Regions from separate parts of the Nomascus leucogenys genome. Here region 2 is linked to region 1. The links are chromatin contacts, called in public Hi-C maps. All regions are on one chromosome and are shown on one strand. The core of a region is the stretch at or near the end of the contact, and the rest is flanking DNA. Distances in the headings are between cores, read along the strand shown.

The links. A called contact is a pair of places that touch in the nucleus more often than the background predicts.
Region 2: a Hi-C map of a lymphoblastoid cell line shows a contact between it and region 1, with 4 times the contacts expected there. The contact joins the enhancer-like site here to the promoter of PCM1 in region 1. A contact is called at or near these places in 2 of 4 Hi-C or Micro-C datasets (both in a lymphoblastoid cell line).

The regions. Positions count from the first base shown.
Region 1 is chr4:133,765,350-133,771,444 of Asia_NLE_v1, forward strand. PCM1 (pericentriolar material 1 protein) reads right to left here and starts at 2,620. Exons shown (of 39, transcript XM_030812300.1): 1 at 2,420-2,620. LOC105737578 (a long non-coding RNA gene) reads left to right here and starts at 2,990. Exons shown (of 3, transcript XR_001113264.2): 1 at 2,990-3,133; 2 at 5,086-5,210.
Region 2 is chr4:133,951,587-133,957,681 of Asia_NLE_v1, forward strand. The region is part of intron 3 of MTUS1 (microtubule-associated tumor suppressor 1); the gene reads left to right. Among named protein-coding and RNA genes, the nearest start is that of MTUS1, 65 kb to the left of the region's middle. Within about 2 kb of position 2,490, the one cell type or tissue checked has an H3K27ac peak away from gene starts, as active enhancers do. A contact at or near this core is called in a lymphoblastoid cell line, where this site is marked.

The DNA of each region.
Region 1 (6,095 bases), core at 1,370-3,869:
GCTGACCTCGTGATCCGCCGGCTTCAGCCTCCCAAAGTACTGGGATTACAAACGTGAGCCACCGCGCCTGGCCTCTATAAAACTTTCAAAATGAACTTTCTTAAAATTTTAAGAGTAGAATTAAATTTAGATTATTTATTTCTGAGGTTTTTTCTGAAGAGCAATTATTTCTTAAAAGCTTTTAACAAACTTCTAATAATCTTTTAGCCATTTTTCCAAACTGCCCTTTGCAAACAATTATTGAACTTCTAGCGAACTTTCATTCTACAACACTGACTTTATTCTGCTGGACAGAGAATATCATTATGTCACTTGCATGTGACAATGCACTATGCGCTAAAAGCAATGTTTAAAATAACTTTATACCAGGAAAGGGAGATCGAAGTACAAAAAATAATAATAAAGTAATTTTAGACAACTAAACTTCGGTCAAGGTATAACAAGTTCAAAAAGTAGAGTTCATGAACAGCCAATTAACAGGAATGTTGTAGAAGAGAACTTGAGATTAAATGGATTTGGAAAGAGAGGCTATCCACTTACAGGACAAATTCAAACAGGTTGAAAAAATTCTGTGAAGACAAATAAATTTCAGACGGTACTGCATAAACCATTCTAGTACTTAATATTTAGGAATGACGCCTTTCCTAACAAAGATATAAGGGCAGGACAAAGCAGCAGGCCGAAAAGCAGAGCAAACAGGGCGGTGGACCCAGAAAGTTTGTTTACTAAGCAGACAGGGTCCTCAGTCATGCACTGTAATTGTGATAGCAGTGTCCACCATAAAGTCTTCTCCAACTCTAATACAAAGAATACAGATAATGTCAAATTCCCTGTTTAGAAACTAGTTTTTGCAGCTCAGAAACTGCTCCTTTCCCGCTCCACACTTCAAAGGTGTTTCCTGCTTAGGATTAAAGATATATATCACTTAAGTGAATTACTTACACTATGAAATACACAATAACAAATACTACAGTTTTGGTCTAAAATATGTCTAGAAAGATAAAAAGAAGGGGAAAAATACAACTTACCCATATTTTAAATTTAAGTTACCTCAATTCTTTTGGAAAATACTGTGATATCCATAAAGGCTTAAATCCTCCAAACTTTTGAAATCCTACCAAACAGCAAAGTGATATCTACTTCCGAACAGTATAACAAAGATAGTTAGTCCTAAGTATCCTTTAATAGTCTATGACAAAGTTTACTCCTCTGATTGATCGAGCTTCCTATTACTCAAACTATTTAACAACCTGGTATATCACATGATTTAAAAAACGTTTGCTCATTTAAAAGCTACTGTACTTCATAATAAAATAACCTCGTCACTACATAAATACCAGGTTTATCTTCAATTCAAAAACTCTGTGTTATATTGGTGTTCAGTGGCCCTCACCAGGAAGGTGCTAGGGAAAGAAAGGAGCAGGTGCACCCGAAGCTCCGCAACACCCACTCCGGTAACCAGAGAACACCAGCAGGCGGAGTCTGGAAAGCGGTTATGGGGCGGGGGTGGTAGGGGCGCCCGGAAAGCTCGCTTCTTTCAGCGCCCAAACACGAACCGTCACCCGTAAGACACACGATACAGACCTCAACTCGGTCAAAAAAAATAAATAAATAAACCAGGCGAGTTCCTGGAGAGTAGGCTGAGGGATGCAAAATTGGCGCGCCCAGCCTCCCCGGCGGGGCCTAACCCCCAAACGCCAGTTTCTGCAAACCAAGCAACGTTTCCCCCAGTCCCACTGGGCATTTAGTCTTTCCCGGCTCTAGGCCCAATTCTAACTACATCTGCAGGAAGGGAGAAAGAAGGGGCAATAATTACTCCATTAACATTCCCAGGAACGCCTCCCCCGGCCGGTCGGCTCCCACAGCACCAGAGACGGCGGAAGTCCTGCAGCTCACAGCTCGACTGCAACTCCTCAGAGTCGCGTCGCTCCTCGTCCGCCCTTCTGCACCCCAAACTCTGGACACCGAGAGCTCCACAGAATAAAATCGGAGGGAACGCGGGGAAGAACTACGGCCACCAAGGCCTGTTTCTCTGAGAACTCGACCCAGTGCCCCTGGCACCCAAACCAGAGTCCCCCCTCCGCTTCCTCCGCCCGCAAGGGGCATTCCCGGAGCCACCGGGACGCAAGACAGCCTCCCCGGCAGGGCCAGCAAGAGGGGCGAGGAGGCAAGGGGGTCCTGCAATCACCAACGCGTCCCGAGGTGCTCACCCGGGAATCCCGGAGGTCGGTCCTGAGGGAGGGGGCGGACTGACCGCCTAGGGCACGGGAAGCCCGGGGCAGAAAGACCCGGGAGCCTACCAAGGACGCGTGCGCCCGTGGCCAGACCCAACAGGGCCAACTGTCCCGGAGCCGTTACTCTCCCGCCCCTGGGGCGCGCCGCCCTCAGTTGCCAAGGGCTGGGGACGCGCAGGCATTACCTCTACAAGGAGCAGCCTCTCCTGTCAAAGGCAGAGCGGCAGTCAGCCTCCACGACCCGCCACCGGCAGCGGTCAGCCCTCGGAGACCGCAGCAGGGAGGCCCACACGTTTCCTGGCTGCCTTGGCCCCAATGGCCGCCTTTTCGACCTCAGCTACGCAGCGCCAACCGCCGCAGCCACCGCCATCTTAGGATCTCATTGTGGTGGGAGAAGAGGGGCGGGGGGACTGCAGAGGGGGCAACGCGCGGCGGGACATGCGCCGTCTCCTCGGCAACGGCCGCGCGGGGCCGAGAACTCGCCTGGGCGGGAGCCGCAGTGCGATCTACACGCTAGACTGGAGTCATGTGACCCACCGGAGTCTGTGGTGTCGCTTCTGGCTCTTTAAGCCAAAAATAGATTACACGAACGAATCCGCCCCCCACCCGCCCAGGAACTATGTATCCCAGAATGCCAACTAGACCTCGCGTTCTAAACAGCTGCCGACCACAGATGGAGGACTACAAATCCCAGCATGCTGTGCGCTTCCGGCGCTTATCGCGGAACGTGGGGCCCTAGGCCTATGCGGAAGTGCATTGATCTCTGAGCCTGTGGAGAAAGAGCGGAGGCGCTGTGCGGTTTTCCGTGGGGGTGTCAGCTCCGGCCCGTGGCGGAAGAAGGAGCCAAGACCGGGATCGCTTTTTTGCCCCTTCCTCACCTACATCCCGGTCACGAAGAGGTGGAAACATAAAGGACACTTATCATGTAGTCCAACCTCCTGAGTTTACATATGAGGGGATTGTTCCACGGAAGTTAAACAATTTACCAAATGTCGTATGTATCTACTGAGTGGGAGAATGGTAAATATTGTTGATAGTTAACGCCACTTTTGGTTAATGTCCTTTTTCCTTAAAAGAGCCAGATGACTTTAATCCAAACTTAATTTCAGTAAATTTTCTCTGAATTATCTTTTTATTTATACTCTCCTGTTACAGCTCTATTAAGATTAGTAAATTGGCAGGTCCTCCCTTTAAAAAACAAAAATCAATAAAGTCACAAGGCCTTCAATGTGCCTGACTGGAAATTTAAAACACTTTTCAGTTTTAGTTGAATGCAAGGGCATTCTTCTAGTTTTACGCAGTTTATAATTATGGAATAACTTTTTAAGCAAAGTAAAGGTAAAAAGAAGACTTGCATTCTGGGTTTCAACAGCAAAAACAAATTGTTCCCAAAATAGTAGGTCTGCATCTCAGTAACCAATTCAGATAAAGCTCTTCTATCCCACTGCAATTTGCCACGGTAGGTTCAGTCGTGAGTGCATTGATGGTTTGTCAGAAACTTTTTCCTCATAGTCTGTGTGTGTATCGCTAAGTACTGAGGTAGCAAAAATAGAGTCCCTGCTCTTGAAGAGCTCATATTTTAGTGAAGGATGGGGAAGTGGAGTGTGATGTAAATAAAGTTTGTGTTGTAATAAAAAGTGCTGTGGGAGCTCAGAACACAGCAGCTAAACGCTCAGGTGTTTATTGTGGTCCAGAATGCCCTATCCTAATTCCACCGCTCCAAGATCCTGGACAAGCGACGTGCCTTTCTGAGCCTTAATTGCCCCATCTATGAAATGAGGGGGAAGGAATAATACTTCCTATCTTGAAGGGATTTTTTAAAAAATGTTCTCAGAGTTTGTTTTATGCCAGGCACACTGTAAAGCACTTTGGCTCTTGTGATTTTCTTAATCCTCACAGTTACCCTGAAGAGGCTGGTTCTGAATCTGACCCGTTTTAGCAATGAAAGGTTATATAAATCAAACTTCTAGCAGCTACGAGTGGTAGAGCCTAGATTTAAACAGAGGTCTACCTGATTCCTTAAAGATTTTTTTAGTTAAATAAAATGCGTATAAAAACACTAGTATATGTTGAGGCCCAAAATATTAGCTATCATCATTATTTTGTTTTATACATATGTATTATTAAACGTATGTAGAAGCTGTTATCATTAAAACAATTCTAATAAATTCAAAAGTATGAAATTATAGTACCTACTAGTCATGTTTTCTGAATTTATGAAGCTCCAGAATATCAGTAGTATTGTTTATTAGGAGGTAGGGGGAATTTGAGAAATATTTACATTGAAATGTAGAAGCTGTTACCATTAAAACAATTCTAATAAATTCAAAAGCATGAAATTGTAATATTTACTAGTCATTATGTTTTCTGAATTTATGAAGCCCCATAATGTCAATACTATTGTTTGTTAGGAGATAAGAGGAATTTGAGAAATATTTACATTGTAAAGGGGTTCTCAAACTCAAATAAGAGCATTACTGATTTTTGTACGGGAAGAAGGAAAGAAAAAAACAAGAAGCGATAAAATTATACCTGGCTTTCAGAAATTTAACATCTGTTTTTAGAAACAAACTTTATCAAAATGAATCAATTTAGCGTTAATAATCTGTCACCATGCGAAACAAATGATGTAGACACTGATTGCTTTGGTATTTAGATTTTTAAAATAGGGATGTTTTGTCTCAGAGATAACGATAGCTCTAGGATTTATAGGTAGGATGAAATTAGGGGCAGCTGTCTGTGGAAATGTAGATAGGAAACAGAAGAATGGCCTCTAAGAGATAAACATTGAAACTGCATTTCAGTTTTCCATATTGAAGAGAACAACCTAACACGTGTATTAAATCTGCAGGGAGTGGAAGTTCCAAATTGCAGAATGATGTTCAAGGAAGTGGGATATACCAAGAACACAGATCACACATCCAAAGTAAGCAATGGACAACAAACAGACTGGCTGAAGTAGAAGATTTATATATGGTAAGTGATGGGGAGGTGGGAGAAGGCAAGGTTTATTACCAGGTTGGGTCCAAACTATAGAAAGTCAACTACTTATCTAAAGAATTTGGACCTTGTTCTTCAGGTAGTGTGACACCATTTGAGACTTTGGAAGAGGTCAATGCTGTAATGAAATGGTTATTTGAAGACTTCAATCTAGTGGCAATGTTTTCTAAAGAGTAGGAAGAGAAGACAAGGAGAACAGGTGCCAATCTCTCATGAAGTAGTGAAGGCTTGGCCCAAGATAGTAGCAGGATGAATAAAGTAAGGGATTTAAATTTTCATTAACATAAACTAAATCGGTTGTTATATGTGAAAATACTATTTCTGTTTCTTGATATTTGGTAGGACACTAACCAGGTGGTACTTATAAGATAACACAGCCGGGCACAGTGGCTCATGCCTGTAATTCCAGCACTTTGGGAGGCCAAGGCAGGCGGATCACGAGGTCAGGAGTTCGAGACCAGCCTGACCAACATAGTGAAACCCTGTCTCTACTAAAAATACGAAATTTAGCCTGCCATGGTGGCATGTAACTGTAATCCCAGCTACTCAGGAGGCTGAGGCAGGAGAATTGCTTGAACCTAGAAGGTGGAGGTTGCAGTGAGCCCAGGTCACGCCATTGCATTCCAGTCTGAGCGAGACTCTGTCTCAAAAAAAAAAAAACAACACTTGGCGCTATATTGTTTATCTCTTTAATGTATTCTGTGTGCTTCTTATCCAGAGATGGATTGTAAGCATGTCTGTAACAGAAACCCAGCCTTTTGTACTTTTTAATTCTTTAAAAAAACAGTTTTCTGCAATACCTAGTTTTAACCTGCAGATGGTGATAGAACTTCAAGGAAAAATCTTCAGGGACAAATACAC
Region 2 (6,095 bases), core at 1,240-3,739, 190 kb after region 1:
AGATCAGCTGGCACTCCTATCTTGGACATTCCAGCCTACAGAACTGTGAGAAAACAAATTTCTATTGTTTAAGGCACCCCATCTGGTATTATTACTATTATGGCAGCCCGAGCCGACTAAGAAGACTAATTTGATTCTACCGTGTTATGTTTTACAGAAAAATTAATAGCAACTAATTTTTTGGGATTCTCTCAACAAATTGATAGGTGTTTCTTGAGGGGGACAAGAAACTCAGTCACTACAGAGTTAAAAGTAGAACAGAAAAATCAAGGAGCAGAAACAATGTGCTTTTAGATCCCTGTGATCCTGTTGCCATTGATTGTACAGTGAAGTGTTTGTGTGTATTAGCAAATTGAAACCAAATGGATATCCACCATACTGACTCACAGTTACTCTGCTGAAAGGTAAGCGGCAGGAATGTTCCAGCCAATTTGGGGTTTTCAATAAATCCTTTCAGAACACCTAAGTAGAAAAGCAGACCCAGTGTTGAAACAGCCATTTTCTTGAAGCTTTAAAATGAATGTGAGAAGGAATTGTAATTAAACCCAATGGAGCTGTTCCTTTTTCTTTTTCTTTTTCTTTTTTTTTTTTTTTTAAGACAGAATCTTGCTCTGTTGATCAGGCTGCAGTGCAATGGTGCAATCTTGGCTCACTACAACCTCCACCTCCCAGGTTCAGGCAATTCTCCTGCCTCACCCTCCCAAGTAGCTGGGATTTACAGGCACCCACCACCAAGCCCAGCTAATTTTTGTATTTTTAGTAGAGATGGGGTTTCACCATGTTGGCCAGGCTGGTCTCAAACTTCTGACCTCAGGTGATCCACCCACCCTGGCCTCCCAAAGAGCTGTTCCATTTTACTTGTCAAAATGCAGAAATTTATATGAGACCAGATTATAAGAGATTATAACAAATCAAATCTAAAGTACCTTTGCTTCTTTGGAAATGTACTGAAATAAGATGAGATAGTGGTGAAAATTATTTGTAATAGTAATTATTATAATGTGAATGATTGCAGCTCAGACTGTTAAGTATATGTTGAGTTCCAGGCTCAGTTTTAGTAATTTCATCTGTAAATTCATTTAATCCTCACAATAACTTTGTGAGGCTTATCCCTATTCTATAGACAAGGAATCTGCCACAAAAAAGTTAAATAATTGGTCCAGTGTTAAACAGCTAAGTGGCAGAGGTGGGATTCAGACCAGCCAGTGATGCTCTTAACCGTCACATTATTAATCTCAATACTATTAGTATGACCGTGAGTTTTATTTTATTTATCTTTTTTTGAGATGGAGTTTCACTCTTGTTGCCTAGCCTGGAGTGCAATCGTGGGTCACCATAACCTCCCCCTCCCAGGTTCAAGTGATTCTCCTGCCTCAGCCTCCCGAGTAGCTAGGATTACAGGCATGAATCATCACACCTGGCTAATTTTGTAATTTTAGTAGAGATGGGCTTTCTCCATGTTGATCAGCTGGTCTCGAACTCCCAACCTCAGGTGATCCACCTTCCTAGGCTTCCCGAATTGCTGGGATTATAGTTGGGAGCCACTGCACCTGGCCTGAGTTTTATTTTTAACAATAAAACAAAGTTTAATTTGTTTTTTTGTTTTCTGTTTGTTTTTTGAGACAGTGTCACTCTGTCATCCATCCCAGAGTGCAGTGGCTCCACCATAGATCACTGCAGCCTTGAATTCCTGGGCTCAAGCAATCCTTCTGTGTCAGCCTCCCGTGTAGCTGGGACCGTAGGTGTGTGTCAGCATGCCCAGCTGATTTTTATATTTTTTTGTAGAGATGGGGGGGTGGGTCTCACTTTGTTGCCCAGGCTGGTCTTGAACTCCTGGGCTTAAGTGATCCTCCTAGGCCTCCCAAAGTACCAAGATTATAGGCATGAACCACCACACCAGGCTAACGTTTAATTTTTTAAAAATTAAAATTCTTGTTGCCCAACTGAACGGTTTAGAAACTGTGGCACTTTTCTTTTCAGGCCTTGGTTTAAAGCTTGATGTCAGTTAACTCTGATGTAAATGATTTTATGTGGCTATTGAAAGTTAATGCTGCTTCAGGAAAAATTAGCTAGTACGTGCTGGACTTAATACCTAGGTGATGGGTTAGTAGGTGAAGCCAGCCACCATGGTCCACGTTTACCTACGTAACAAACCTGCACAGCCTGCAGATGTACCCCGGAACTTAATAAAAGATACAGTAATAATAAATAAAATTAATGCTGTTGAATAAATAACTGCTGAGTAAATCTTTCATGATCAATTCAGACATCTTCATAGAGACCCGCCTTCACTCTCTTTTGGAGGCAATACCAGCTTTTCCCAGGTTTTAGATGATAAATATCTGTGTTCTTCTCTACACACAGGAGTTGCTGTTTCAGTGGCCAGCCTGAGCCAGGTAGGATTACAGAAGTAGCGCAGAATGCTATCCCTGCCCCGCGACTCCTGTGAGCTAACCGAGGAGGGGAGAGTGCGTGTTTATGCAGCACACACAAAGCGGCACAAAGAATGGTGATGGGTGGGGAAGAGGCCCCGTGAGAAGAATGTCCAGGGGCGGGTCGGTGAAGAAAGGCCTCCTGAAAGAGATGGTTTTTAGTTTTCTTCTAGAGAAAGAGAAACCACATTTCAAAAGGGGAACTCTATTTCAGTTGAGTTTATTGTGGGTTAATAAAGTAAATTCCTTTCAAGACAGTAGTCCGTCCGAAACTTGCAGTGACTTGCCTATCAGCGCAGCTTTCTCTTCTTTCTTGCTAAGTTATTACTTTCATGGTTTATGTAAACTGATTTTTTTCATTCATTTCGTGTTAAAGGGAATTTAAAATCTTCTTCAAATACTTTCGTATCCTTTTAAACTTTTCTAGATGAGAATTTGAGAGAGATAGTAAGCAAAATTATGAGAGATTTTTCACATACTTGAATAAAGTAATTACTAAAAATCAGAGGTTATTACCCAATAAGTTACTCTAAAGGCCAACTTGAGGCTGGACATGGTGGCTCACATCTGTAATCCCAGCAACTGGGGAGGATGAGGTGGGAAGGTTACTTGAGCCCAGGAGATTGAGACCAGCCTGGGCAACAGAGTGAGACCCTGTCTTTACAAAAAATAAAAAAATCAGCCGGGCAAGTGGCACACACCTGTGGTCCTTGCTACTCAGGAGGCTGAGGTGGGAGGATCACTGAGCCCAGGAGGTTGAGGGTTCAGTGAGCTATTATTGCACCACTGCACTCCAGGCTAGGTGACAGAGCAAGACCCTGTCTCTAAAATGTGAATAAAATCTAACTTTAATGTGTCACTAATAGATGTTTCTATGTTTGTATGTAATTAAATCACTTTCCTTAGAGCGTGTATCAGGATCTCTTTTCATAAAAACAGTATTAGTCGCTAACATGTTTTGAGTGCCTGTGTGCACCAAGCACAGTGCTAAGCCCTCTTTTAAATGCATAATCTCATTTAATTCTCATAACTCCTAGTAGGGATACTGTGATTATCCCCATTCTACAGATGAGGAGGTTGAGGGTCTGAAAGCTTCAGTAACGTGTCAGAAGTTACACAGTGGGGTAATGGGTGGAGACAGGAAATGGGCCAGGTGTTCTGGCCCCACCTGGCTCTTAACCCTGGTCCTTTACATGCATGCAGAAGACTTGACACACTCATGTCTTCTTTCATAGACATGAGTGAAGTCTTCATTAAACCACATGTGTGTGAAGGAGAATGTGGGGAAGGCTGGCTTGTGCTAAGAACTCTTCTAAGTACTGGAATGAAGTGCACAGAAGAGACCCATTCCTTCCATTAGGGAGCTTAAATTCTAATAAGGGGATTAAGAAAATAAATACATTTTTGGATTCATGATGATGAATCCAAATCCAGGAAAGTGATTTAATTACATACAAACATAGAAACATCTATTAGTGACACATTAAAGTTAGATTTTATTCACATTTTAGAGACATTTTGGATTCATGATGATGAATCCAAAAATAAAAGGGAAAGGGCCAAGCATGGTGGCTCACGCCTGTAATCCCAGCACTTTGGGAGGCCGAGGCGGATGGATCACTTGAGGTCAGAAGTTCGAGACCAGCCTGGCCAACGTGGTGAAACGCCATCTCTACTAAAAATACAAAAATTAGCTGGGTTTGGTGGCAGGTGCCTGTAGTCTCAGCTACTTGGGAGGCTGAGGCAGGAGAATCTCTTGAACCTGGGAGGTGGAGGTTGCAGCTAGCTGAGGTCGCACCACTGCACTCCAGCCTGGGTGACGGAGCAAGACCCTATCTCAAAAAACACAAAACAAGCAAAAAAAAAAAAAAAAAAAAAAAGAAAGAATAAAGCAGTGAAGGAGATTAGATTTTTAAACGGGTGGTCAAGAAAGGCCTCACTGAGAGGGTGACATTTGGGCAAACACCTGAAAGGAAAGGAGGAGGGAGGCATTTGGGTGTCAGGTGGGAGGACTTTCCAGGCACAGTGACCAGCTGTGCAGAGCCCCGAGGTGAGGCAGGGTGTAGGGTGTGTGAGGAACAGTGAACCACCCACTGTGTGTGGTGGGGGCTGGAGGACGTGGATGGGCAGAGGAGGTCAGGACCGACCAAGCACGGCCATTCGGGTGCCTGAGAGGCACATGTCCTCTTCATCCTCAAGAACATCATCACTTGTAAATGCTTGATCTTTTCCAGGCGTTTCACACAATTCTCACTTGGCAGTAATTATGGAGAAGATTGCTTTGTGGAATGACTCTTGAGTAGGCTTAATATGTCACAGTGCAGGCTCGCCCGTTCATTCAAGAAGTGCTTAGAGCCCCTGCTCTGTGTTGGGCAGCGTACTAGATTCTGAGACTACAAACAGGATTAAGCAAATATGCCCTCTTAAGGAGCTTACTGGTTGGAGGGTGAGGGGATAAGGGGGTGTCTTAGCAAATCGTTACAATGAAAACTCTTGGCTCTTCAGATTCCAGCTCAGCTGTCCTGGCCTCTCTGCTACTTTGCATTCATAGTGCTGTATGCTCATTATTTCCTTACATGTCTATCTCCTTCTAGACGGTGAAATCCATAAGGATAGAGTTCAGCTCTTAGTTATTTTCATATTTTCCAGGGCCCAGCACAGTGTACTGGTTGCACAACAGGTGTTTAAAAACATTGCTTGGCTTGATTTGAATGGAGACCTGTGCGAAGTACTTTGTATCCACAGTAAAGCAGCAACACTAACTCGTTGTGAGGGAGAACTGGAGGAGAGGCGGTGACATTTGAACTGTTTGGAATGCGCCTGCAGGAGCTTGCCAGCAGAGGAGGCTCCTGGGGTTCCCAAGGGTGCAGATGTGTCGTTGTCAAAGAATACCGTGTGCTTGGGGAACGTCAAGGCCAGAGTCAACATGCCTGGAGCAGACGTGTCCCGGGGTCAATGAGAGATGAGCCTCTGCCTCGAGGGAGGTTGAAGCTCCTTAGTTCTAATACTGTTGACACAAACTTGCACGAGTGCTACACATTTTTTGGGAATGGATAGTAGAGTACATGTTTAAAATAATTTGGAGACAGAGTGTCTGGTCGCTTCTGTTGGTGGTGAACAGTCCCAAGTGTCTCCCCAGCTGCCACCTTCAGAGGCTGGATAGGTGGTGTGCCATGAAGTGAAATGTGGAATAGAGCAGCAAGAAGTTTTCTGGAGGAGAATAGTGAGTTTAGTTCGGGGCATGTGAAATTGGAGGAGGCTACAGACTGGGAAGCACCTCGGAGGGGTATGTGCATGCCTGAGGTTTAAGAGTAAAACTATATAGAGACCAAGGAAACCACCAGAAAAGAGCTGACATAAAGAGATGAGACAGGCCCGGTGGCTCCCGCCTGTGGTCTCAGCTATTAGCTACTCGAGAGGCTGAGACGAGAGGATCTCTTGAGCCCGAGTTTGAGTCTACAGTGAGCTATGATTGCACCACTGTGCTCTTGCCAGGGTGACAGAGCGAGACCCTCCGAAAAGAAAAGAAAACAAAAGTTGGTGTGAAGTTTTGAGGTCTCAATGATCTCACCACCTCATTGTTCAATGGAGCTCTGCTCATAAACCTTGACTCCTAATGAGCCAGGAGGCTCGCTGTGCACCTTCTTTTGTTCTTATCAGGCA